3 separate regions of the Sus scrofa genome follow, and regions 1 and 2 are each linked to region 3. Evidence: chromatin contacts called from public Hi-C and HiChIP or PLAC-seq data. All regions are on one chromosome and are shown on one strand. Each heading gives the region's core, a stretch centred on a gene start, on an enhancer-like site or on the middle of the called end of the contact. The rest is flanking DNA. Distances are from core to core; before and after follow the strand shown.

What was found. Hi-C and Micro-C count contacts between places; a contact is called where the count stands out from the background. HiChIP or PLAC-seq counts read pairs in DNA pulled down with a chosen protein or histone mark.
Region 1: a Hi-C map of omental adipose tissue shows a contact between it and region 3, with 1.6 times the contacts expected there. The contact joins two enhancer-like sites. A contact is called at or near these places in 6 of 47 Hi-C or Micro-C datasets (embryonic fibroblasts, epiblast stem cells, mesenteric adipose tissue and 3 more).
Region 2: a contact with region 3 is called in an H3K27ac HiChIP or PLAC-seq map of alveolar macrophages. The contact joins two enhancer-like sites. A contact is called at or near these places in 1 of 47 Hi-C or Micro-C datasets (heart right ventricle) and 1 of 2 datasets of contacts at active chromatin or transcription factors (alveolar macrophages).

Annotation. Positions count from the first base shown.
Region 1 is chr6:48,785,345-48,788,239 of Sscrofa11.1, forward strand. The region is part of intron 20 of SPTBN4 (spectrin beta chain, non-erythrocytic 4); the gene reads left to right. Among named protein-coding and RNA genes, the nearest start is that of SHKBP1, 26 kb to the right of the region's middle. Within about 2 kb of position 1,552, at least 4 of the 83 cell types and tissues checked have an H3K27ac peak or open chromatin away from gene starts, as enhancers often do. A contact at or near this core is called in omental adipose tissue, where this site is marked.
Region 2 is chr6:49,213,602-49,216,446 of Sscrofa11.1, forward strand. No RefSeq gene overlaps it. Among named protein-coding and RNA genes, the nearest start is that of AXL, 31 kb to the right of the region's middle. Within about 2 kb of position 1,525, at least 4 of the 83 cell types and tissues checked have an H3K27ac peak or open chromatin away from gene starts, as enhancers often do. A contact at or near this core is called in alveolar macrophages, where this site is marked.
Region 3 is chr6:49,007,243-49,009,976 of Sscrofa11.1, forward strand. It overlaps MIA (melanoma-derived growth regulatory protein), which reads left to right. Exons shown (of 14, transcript XM_021094410.1): 11 at 1-1,060; 12 at 1,507-1,643; 13 at 1,848-1,915; 14 at 2,156-2,734. It overlaps RAB4B (ras-related protein Rab-4B), which reads left to right. Exons shown (of 12, transcript XM_003481855.4): 9 at 1-1,060; 10 at 1,507-1,643; 11 at 1,848-1,915; 12 at 2,156-2,734. It overlaps EGLN2 (egl nine homolog 2), which reads left to right. Exons shown (of 6, transcript XM_013988588.2): 3 at 941-1,060; 4 at 1,507-1,643; 5 at 1,848-1,915; 6 at 2,156-2,734. The coding sequence ends at 2,211. Among named protein-coding and RNA genes, the nearest start is that of EGLN2, 6.3 kb to the left of the region's middle. Within about 2 kb of position 1,404, at least 22 of the 83 cell types and tissues checked have an H3K27ac peak or open chromatin away from gene starts, as enhancers often do. A contact at or near this core is called in alveolar macrophages and omental adipose tissue, where this site is marked.

The DNA.
Region 1 (2,895 bases), core at 302-2,801, 220 kb before region 3:
TACTACCATAGTTCCCGTCATGGCTCAGTGGTTAACGAATCCGACTAGGAACCATGAGGTTTCAGGTTTGATCCCTGGCCTTGCTCAGTGGGTTAAGGATCCGGTGTTGCCGTGAGCTGTGGTGTAGGTTGCAGATGCAGCTCGGATCCCACGTTGCTGTGGCTCTGGCGAAGGCCGGTGGCTACAGCTCCGATTCGACCCCTAGCCTGGGAACCTCCATATCCTTCTGCGGGTGTGGCCCTAGAAATGGCAAAAAGATTAAAAAAAAAAAATGTACCACAGTAACAAATCAGATAGTATGCATGAGGATGTGGGTTCGATCCCTGGCCTCACTCAGTGGGTTAAGGATTCGGCGTTGCAGTGAGCTGTGGTGTAGGTCACAGACACGGCCCAGATCTGGTGTGGCTGTGGCTATGGTGTAGGCTGGCAGCTGCAGCTCTGATTTGACCCCTTGCCTGGGAACCTCCATATGCTGCAGGTGCAGTCCTAAAAAGACAAAAAGTAAAAATAAAAAGCTGTGCTGGGGGGGATGCTCTGTGAAGCATTAATGTGGTGCCAAAAGTTGGAGCTGGCTACAGTTCACCTGACGCTGACGGACTTGCCCCAGTTCTCAGGTCATTTAATGCTGTCCGCCCAGCAGCAAATGAGAGCTCCTGACCCCTACTCATCAACACTTGGTATTGTCAGGCTTTTGTTTTGTTTTGTTTTTTTGCCATTTTCTTTGGCCGCTCTCGCGGCATATGGAGGTTCCCAGGCTAGGGGTCTAATCGGAGCTGTAGCAGCCGGCTTACGCCACAGCCACAGCAACGCGGGATCCGAGCCACATCTGCAACCTGCACCACAGCTCACGGCAACACCAGATCCTTAACCCACTGAAGGCCAGGGATCAAACCCGCAACCTCATGGTTCCTAGTCGGATTCATTAACTACTGAGCCACGATGGGAACTCCTGTCAGACTTTTTAGATGTTTTCCCTGTCTGATGGATGGGAAGTGTATCTCACGGTGGTCTTTTTTTTTTCTTCTTCTTCTTCCTGTAGTCTTTGCTTTTGCATTTTGGGGAGCATGCATGACCTCGAGTGTCCTTATCTCCCTTTTTGGCCATTTAGGTTTCAAAGGGAGGGTTTGGGGCCTCCTGCCCTAAACCAGTGCAGAGTCCCTCTCTGTACTCTGTTCCCTGCACATGGGGGTTCAGCCCCACCAGGCCCTGGAGACCATGAAGTGGGGTCCCCTTTGTTTAAAGGAGAGACAGCCCCAGGGCAGACAGGAGACTGGCCCCGGGGTCACACAGCAATGGGCAGGCCCCAGCTCAGGACTCCTGGGCTAATTCCCCAGCAGAGGGAGCACGAGGTGGGCAGTGACTCAATGGGCCAAGGCCCCCAGATGTAGCCCAGCTGAGCCTAAGAAGCTGCCACTGGGGAGAAAGGCCTCCCTGCTGCCTGGGGAGAAAGGCTTCCCTGCTGCCCCTGGGCCCGCCTGAGAGCCCAGGCCTGGGCGTGCGCAGGAGGGAGGGTGTCGTCCAGCTGGGCACACTTCCTGGCTGCCCCGCCCCTCAGGCTGCCAGGGCCAGGCTCAGCTGGGGGAGGTGCTGGCTCAGGGTCTGAGGCGCGGGATGTGAGTGATCCGTCCCCCTCTGCTTCATCGGAGCCTGTCTCCCACTCCTGCTCCTCCAGTTCCTCTGTGTCTGTTTCTTTTAATTTTCTTTCTCCCATCTCTCTGTCTCTCTCTGTACCTGTCTCAGTGCCTCTGTTTTTTTTTTTTTTTTGTCTTTTTAGGGCCACACCTAAAGTATATGAAAGTTCCCAGCTACAGAACTGTAGCTGCTGCTCTACGCCACAACCATGGCAACGTGGGATCCAAGCTGTGTCTGCGACCTACACCAGAGCTCACAGCAACGCCGGATCCTTAACCCACCGGGTGAGGCCAGGGATCAAACCTGCATCCTCATGGATACTAGTTGGATTCGTTTCTGCTGAGCCACGATGGGAACTCCCCATGCCTCTTTATCTCTGTCTTACTCTCTTCTCTCGTCTCTTTTTATTCCAATTCTCCATCTTTCTCCCCCCCCCCACCTTTTCTTTATGACCACACCCATGGCGTGGGGAGGTTCCAGGGCCAGGGGTCAAACCCACAGCACAGCAGTGACAATGCCAGGTCCCTAACCCGCTGAGCCACCAGGGAACTCTTCTTCCCCTCTCCCTTGATCTCTCCTTTTCCCTGTGTCCTCCTCATGTCCTTCCCCTTGTCCCCCATCCCAGCTGCTACAGCGGCCTTCCTAGAACCCCACCTCCCAGGTCTAGGCCACATGACCGAGTCTTCCTGCAGGGCCTCCGCCAATTGTCCTTCCTGGCTGAGTGGCCAGATGGTGGAGTCCTGGGCCCCTGCTTTTCCAGTCTCCGGGGGCCTGACCAGCTGGTCTGGCTCAGCCACCAGTTCTTGCTTGGGGAGGGTTGGGGAGAGCTGGGCTCCTGCCACCTGAGGGGGACCAACCAGGGGAAAATGCACTGGAGGCTTTGCAGCTGCTGGGCTGGATCCCTGGGGACTCCTTGCCTCCCCCGCCCTCAGCAAGGCTCTTTTTCTGGCCAAGGAAACACCCTCTTCCCTCCTTTTCATCCGTGGTCCAGCATTCTTTCGTCTAGCTCAGCATGGCCAGGGGAAGAGTCCAGAGTCCGGAGCTACACTGTCCAGAGTTTGAATCCCCTTTGTACTCCCATGTGACTGATGGCACATAACCCCATCTTTCTGAGTCTGATTGTCCCCGATTAGGGAAAAGCAGAGTGACTGAGGGCCACTAGGGTTTTGTGGTCACATGGTCCTGGGTTCAGATTCTGGATTGTGCAGTTTTTCCTCTGGACCAGGCATTGTTCCTCTCTGAGCCTCAGTTTCACCAACTGGA
Region 2 (2,845 bases), core at 275-2,774, 210 kb after region 3:
TTGTTTTGCTCAGCCCATGGCTGCTTCCTGATAGGAATTTGTGGGGGCAGTGCCTTACTTGTTTTTGCCCCCTGTGCCCCCCTCTAGGATATGACACATAGCAGGTACCTAGAAGGGGAGGATGGGGGAGCATGTCACTGAACCCGAATTGGGTCCACTCACCCACCACGTAACTGGGTCATGGTGCAGAAAAGCACAGCACTTATTGCAGGGCGCAAAGCAAGAATGGGCAGCTCATGCTCAAAAGACCCAAACTCCCCAATGACTTCCAGGGAAGGTTTTGTTTTTTTTTTTAAGGCAACATTTGGGGTGAGGGTAACAGTTTGTGGACTTCCTTGTGATTGGTTGGTGGTGAGGTGACCGTGGTGTTTGGGGAAACTTAATCATCAACCCTCTGATTCCAACCAGTCTGGGGTCTACATGCTTGTGATGCATGTGGTCACCATCCTCCACCTGGGTGGGAGGTGGCGGGATGGGGGCGGGGCGTGGGGGGGGGTGTCGGCATCTGCAGGACAACTCAAAGATATGCATCCGATTGCTATGATTCTCACTTGAGGAGGAACTAGGGTTTTGTTTTATCAATGAACCGTTGTTTGAGCCATCGTTAATTTTCTTGCTCAACTGCTCCTTTGTTTGTGCATTCCCTCACTTCTCTAATTACCAGCTGCTTCAGTTTTTTCTTTAAAACTCAGAGAAGGGGAGTTCCCATCATGGCTCAGTGGTTAACAAATCCGACTAGGAACCAAGAGGTTGCGGGTTCAATCCCCGGCACCGCTCAGTGGGTTAAGGATCTGGCGTTGGAATGTTGCCGTGAGCTGTGGTGTAGTTTGCAGACTCGGCTTGGATCCCACGTTGCTGTTGCTCTGGCGAAGGCTGGCGGCTACAGCTCCGATTAGACCCCTAGCCTGGGAACCTCCATATGCCGCAGGTACGGCCCTAAAAAGAAAAAAAGAAAAAAACTCAGGGAAGGGCTAGGAGACTAAAGCTTTTTACTACAAAAAAGAAACAGGGGGAGTTCCCTTGTGGCTCAGCAAGTTAAGGATTCTGCGTTGTCACTACTGTGGCTCCAGTCGCTGCTGTGGCATGGGTTTGATCCTTGGCCTGGGAACTTCTTCATGCTGTGGGTGCAGCCAAAAAGAAGAAGAAGAAGGAGAAGCAAAAGCAGCAGGAGCAGCAGCAGCAAGGGACACAGAGGGGTTTAGTACCTAGGAGGACCCCACAAGTTCCGCTCATTTTCAATTCCCCTTTTTTTTGATAGTCCTCAGTCCTGAGGGGAACAGGGGTGGGAAAAGAAAGACAACATAGTTTGGAATAGAGAGGTTAATCATAACTCAGCAGGGAAACTGTTTTTAGGGGGACTCAGTTTCAAGAGCATGGGATGAAGTGGTGGATGAGGGAAGGGATGCGGAGATGGAATGTGGGAAATAGGACGGGCAAAAGCAGAAGACCAAAGAACATCACTGCCTGCGGTCTGATGTTACTCACAGCCAAGGGTGTTCTTAGAATCCAGGCCTAGGGGAGCAGGAAGGAAGCAAGACTCATCTTAAACTTCCCCTTTCCCCAGTTCTGGGTGCTGGGCAGGGCAGCTTTGCAGGAGGAAAGGCAAAGAAACTAAGATAAACGAGGCCGGGAAAAGAACATTCGGGGGAAGGCATAGGCCAGAGAGCAGGTGGTTCATCCCCAGTTAGCAAGTAGGGATCTGGAACCATAAGGCTTGGCGTTCTCTTGAGGCACTGCCACTCAGGTCGCTGCTGTGGCGCGGGTTCAATCTAGGGACCAGGAATTCCCACAGGCCATGGGCGTGCCAGCCCCCCCCTCCCCCCCGCAAAAGACAGAACTGGAAGACTTGGAGGACCCCAAGCAATATAAACTCCCAGCAATTTCCAGAACCTACCCACCACTCAGCCTGCTGGAACCCTGGGGTAGGTAGGCAGCCCCCAGAGTGATCTAAGAAAGAAAAGCCATGGTAGGAGGTTAATTTTAAAGAGTGTTACCCAGGGCCCCGTCCAGCCTAGATCAGAGGGTGTCTGATGGGCAGTATCGGTGGGGGTGGGGGGAAGGCGGGGTCCGGCGGAGAGGAGGAGAGGGCAGGATCCACCACACGTGACACCTTGACTGCAAATCTGTGTCGGGAACCTCTCAATCTTTGCTCTTTAGATTGAGAATTTGGAAACCCTGATGACTCTTTATTGGAATTTGAGAGACCAGCACATTGTATTCAAATCACTCCTTCAACAAAATATTTGTTGAGTACCTATGGTGTGCCAGACCCTGGGGAACACATCAGTGAACCAGACAGAGGTCCTTGTCGTCGTGGAGAGAATATTTTGGTGGAGGAAGACAGAATAAAAATATAAATCAACACATAAAGGAGTTCCCATCGTGGCTCAGCAGTAACAAGCCCAACTAGTATCCACGAGGATGAGGGTTCCATCTCCGGCCTCGCTCAGTGGGTTAAGGATCCAGTGTGGCCGTGAGCTGTGGTGTAGGTCGCATACGGGGCTTGGATCTGGTGTTGCTGTGGTTGTGGTGTAGGCCAGCAGCTATAGCTTTGACTCAACCCCTAGCCTGGACACTTCCATATGCCATAGGTTTGGCCCTAAAAAGACAAAAAAAAAAAAAAAAATCAAAATATGAGGTGCTTCCAAGAGTTCCCTTGTGGCTTAGCATGTTAAGGATCCTTCATTGTCAGAGCAGTGGTTCAGGTTACTGCCGTGGCATGGGGGCATGGGTTTGATCTCTGGTCTGGGAACTTCCACATGCCACCAGCACAGCCAAAAAAGAAAAAAGATGCTACCAGGTAGTAACAACAGGCTATGAAAATCTTGTACATATTTAACAAACT
Region 3 (2,734 bases), core at 154-2,653:
TGTGGCTCAGCAGTAACAAAACCCAGCTAGTATCCATGAGGACGCGGGTTCAATCCTTGGCCTTCTCAATGGGTTAAAGATCCTGTGTTAGGTTGTAGACACAGCTTGGATCCCATGTGGCCGGGTTGTAGCGGGCAACTACAGCTCTGATTCATCCCCTAGCCTGGGAACTGCCATACCCGTGGCCCTAAAAAGCAAAAAAAAATTACGTGGGGAACCTTAAAAGTTCTAGGCTGTACCTAAGAGCAAGTACATCAGAATCTCTGGGGTAGGCGTGGGCATCATTGTCCCGGGAGATTCCAACTCTGCAGCTCAGGGAGAGATCTGGTGTGGGGCTGTGAGGGCACAGCTTTGCACACCAGAAAATACTTAAATTGGTTTTATTCCTCTGAGGTATCTAAGATGGGGTTGGACTATATTTAAGAAAGAAAACCTTCAGGGAGTTCCCATTGCGGCACAGCAGAAACGAATCTCACTGGTATCCTTGAGGATATGGGTTCAATCCCTGGCCTCTGGGTTGGGGGTCTAGTGTTTCTGTGAGTGGTGGTGTAGGTCGCAGACACAGCTTGGATCCTGAGCGTAGACTGCCAGCTACAGCTCTGATTCGACCCCTTGCCTGGGAACTTTCGTATGTTGCCACAGGTGCGGCCCAAAAAAGGAAAAGAAACCAAATCTTCCGTTACTCATTGAGCCGCATCTCATTGCCAGGTTCTGGGCATGTGTGTGGGGAGTAGGCTTTTTGAGGCCTAGGAGCTGGGGTTTCTGGTGCATGGGGCTTGGCTGAAAAAGAAGTCTGGGTGCTGAAACCCTGGGAGCTGCCCAGGACACTTGTGTCAGAGAGATGAGGGACAGGGAGGGGTGCAAAAGAGGAGGTAATCGCTGCTTCCCCCAAAGTCCCTGCCTACCAGCCTCAGTAAACCCACCTCCATGTCTCTGCCAGGCCATGGTGGCATGTTACCCAGGCAACGGGCTGGGGTACGTGAGACACGTTGACAATCCCCACGGCGATGGGCGCTGCATCACCTGTATCTATTACCTGAATCAGAACTGGGACGTCAAGGTAGGGGGTCGCTGTTGGGGTGGCCTGCATCCATTTCATTTTTCACTCCCAGCTCAGCTTCTAGCATTGTCTTATTTATTTTTTCAACCCGCGGGGGGGGCGCTGTAATCTGCCCAGTAGCTCTTCCTGGGAAGTGGACCTCCTCTCCAGCTGACTGTGTGGTAGCCGTTCTCCCCTCTTTGGGAAATGGGGCTGTCTGCCCAGCCCCCAGCCTAATGAAAGCTTCTCCCACCCCATATCCTGTAGTCTTCAGTAGCTTCCTGCCCATCTCCATGGTGACGCGGACTCTGGGCTGTCATTTTAAGAGCCTGAGTGGTGGGAGGGAGGGAGTGGCGTGTGCAGCTACTCTGCCCCCTGGTGGGCTCCTGGAGGCCGGCAGTGCAGGGGGACAGGGCGGCTCTAGGCAGGACTAACGGGCCTCCTGCCTCGTTCTCGAATGCTCTCAGGTGCATGGCGGCCTGCTGCAGATATTCCCAGAGGGCCGGCCTGTGGTAGCCAACATCGAGCCACTCTTTGACCGGCTGCTCATTTTCTGGTCTGATCGGCGGAACCCCCATGAGGTGAAACCAGCCTATGCCACCAGGTAAGGTCCATACTTCTGAGGATGTGCCCAGGCGCTCGCCCTTGTGCCAACAAAGGCTTGTCAGATCCCTGGAGTGACTAGGAAGTGATGAAGTGCTGTGAGAGCGCCTGCATGGGAGCAGCCGGGCTCAGAAGGGTGGATATGGTGGCTGGAATTGAAGAAAAGTGATCCCTAACCACCCCTTGGGGCTGCTCTGGTCCCCAGGTATGCCATCACTGTCTGGTATTTTGACGCCAAGGAGAGAGCAGCAGCCAAAGACAAGTATCAGCTAGGTACTTGCTTCCCAAATGGTGTCCCCTCCCTCAAGTCCTCCCTAGCCCTCAAGCCGCCCCACTGGGGTCACTGAATCCTGCCACTCATTCCTCCCTCTTTGCCTACCTTCTCTAGGTAGTTCACTCTCTTGTTACCCCCAGCATGAGCCCCATTTCTTCCTGGTGCTCTCCCCATTTTCCCAGGGTTCTTTGACCTTCTTGTCCCTTCCCTGATGACTCAATCACCTGTCTCACCCCCAGCAGCAGGACAGAAAGGTGTCCAAGTACCTGTATCGCAGCCAACTACGCCCACCTAGTGGCCAGCCCCAGAGCTGCATGGACAGCCGGCTTGCCCTGACTTCAGAGAGCCCTGGGCCCTGGTGCTGCCAGGCCAGCAGCCCACCAGTCTCAGTGCCTGCTCCTTCCCCGCCACCGCCTCTGCTTCTGACTTTGCCTCTGTCCTGCCTGGTGTGGAGGGCTCCGTCCAACGCTGAGGACCAAGGAGGAGGAGAGACCTCTCCTGCCCTGGGATGGGGACTGGGGTTGTGACCCGGGCAGAGGCCAGTGCTGGGGGCTGCCGTTACTGGAGCTGGGCCCCTGTGTCCTGCCCTGTTTGGTCATTCCCCCTCTCAGGTTTGGAGAGCTGGAAGGAGGCACTGCCACCTCCCACCAGGATGCAGGATTTGAGGTTGGGGTGAGTCATGGCCTCTTGCTGGCAAAGGTTTATGGGGGGAGTATCCCCAAGCCCCCTACTCCTCCAGCCTGGAATGTGAAGTGACTCCCCAACCCCTTTGGCCATGGCACCTTTTGGACTAGGCTGCCACTGCTTGGGCAGGATGA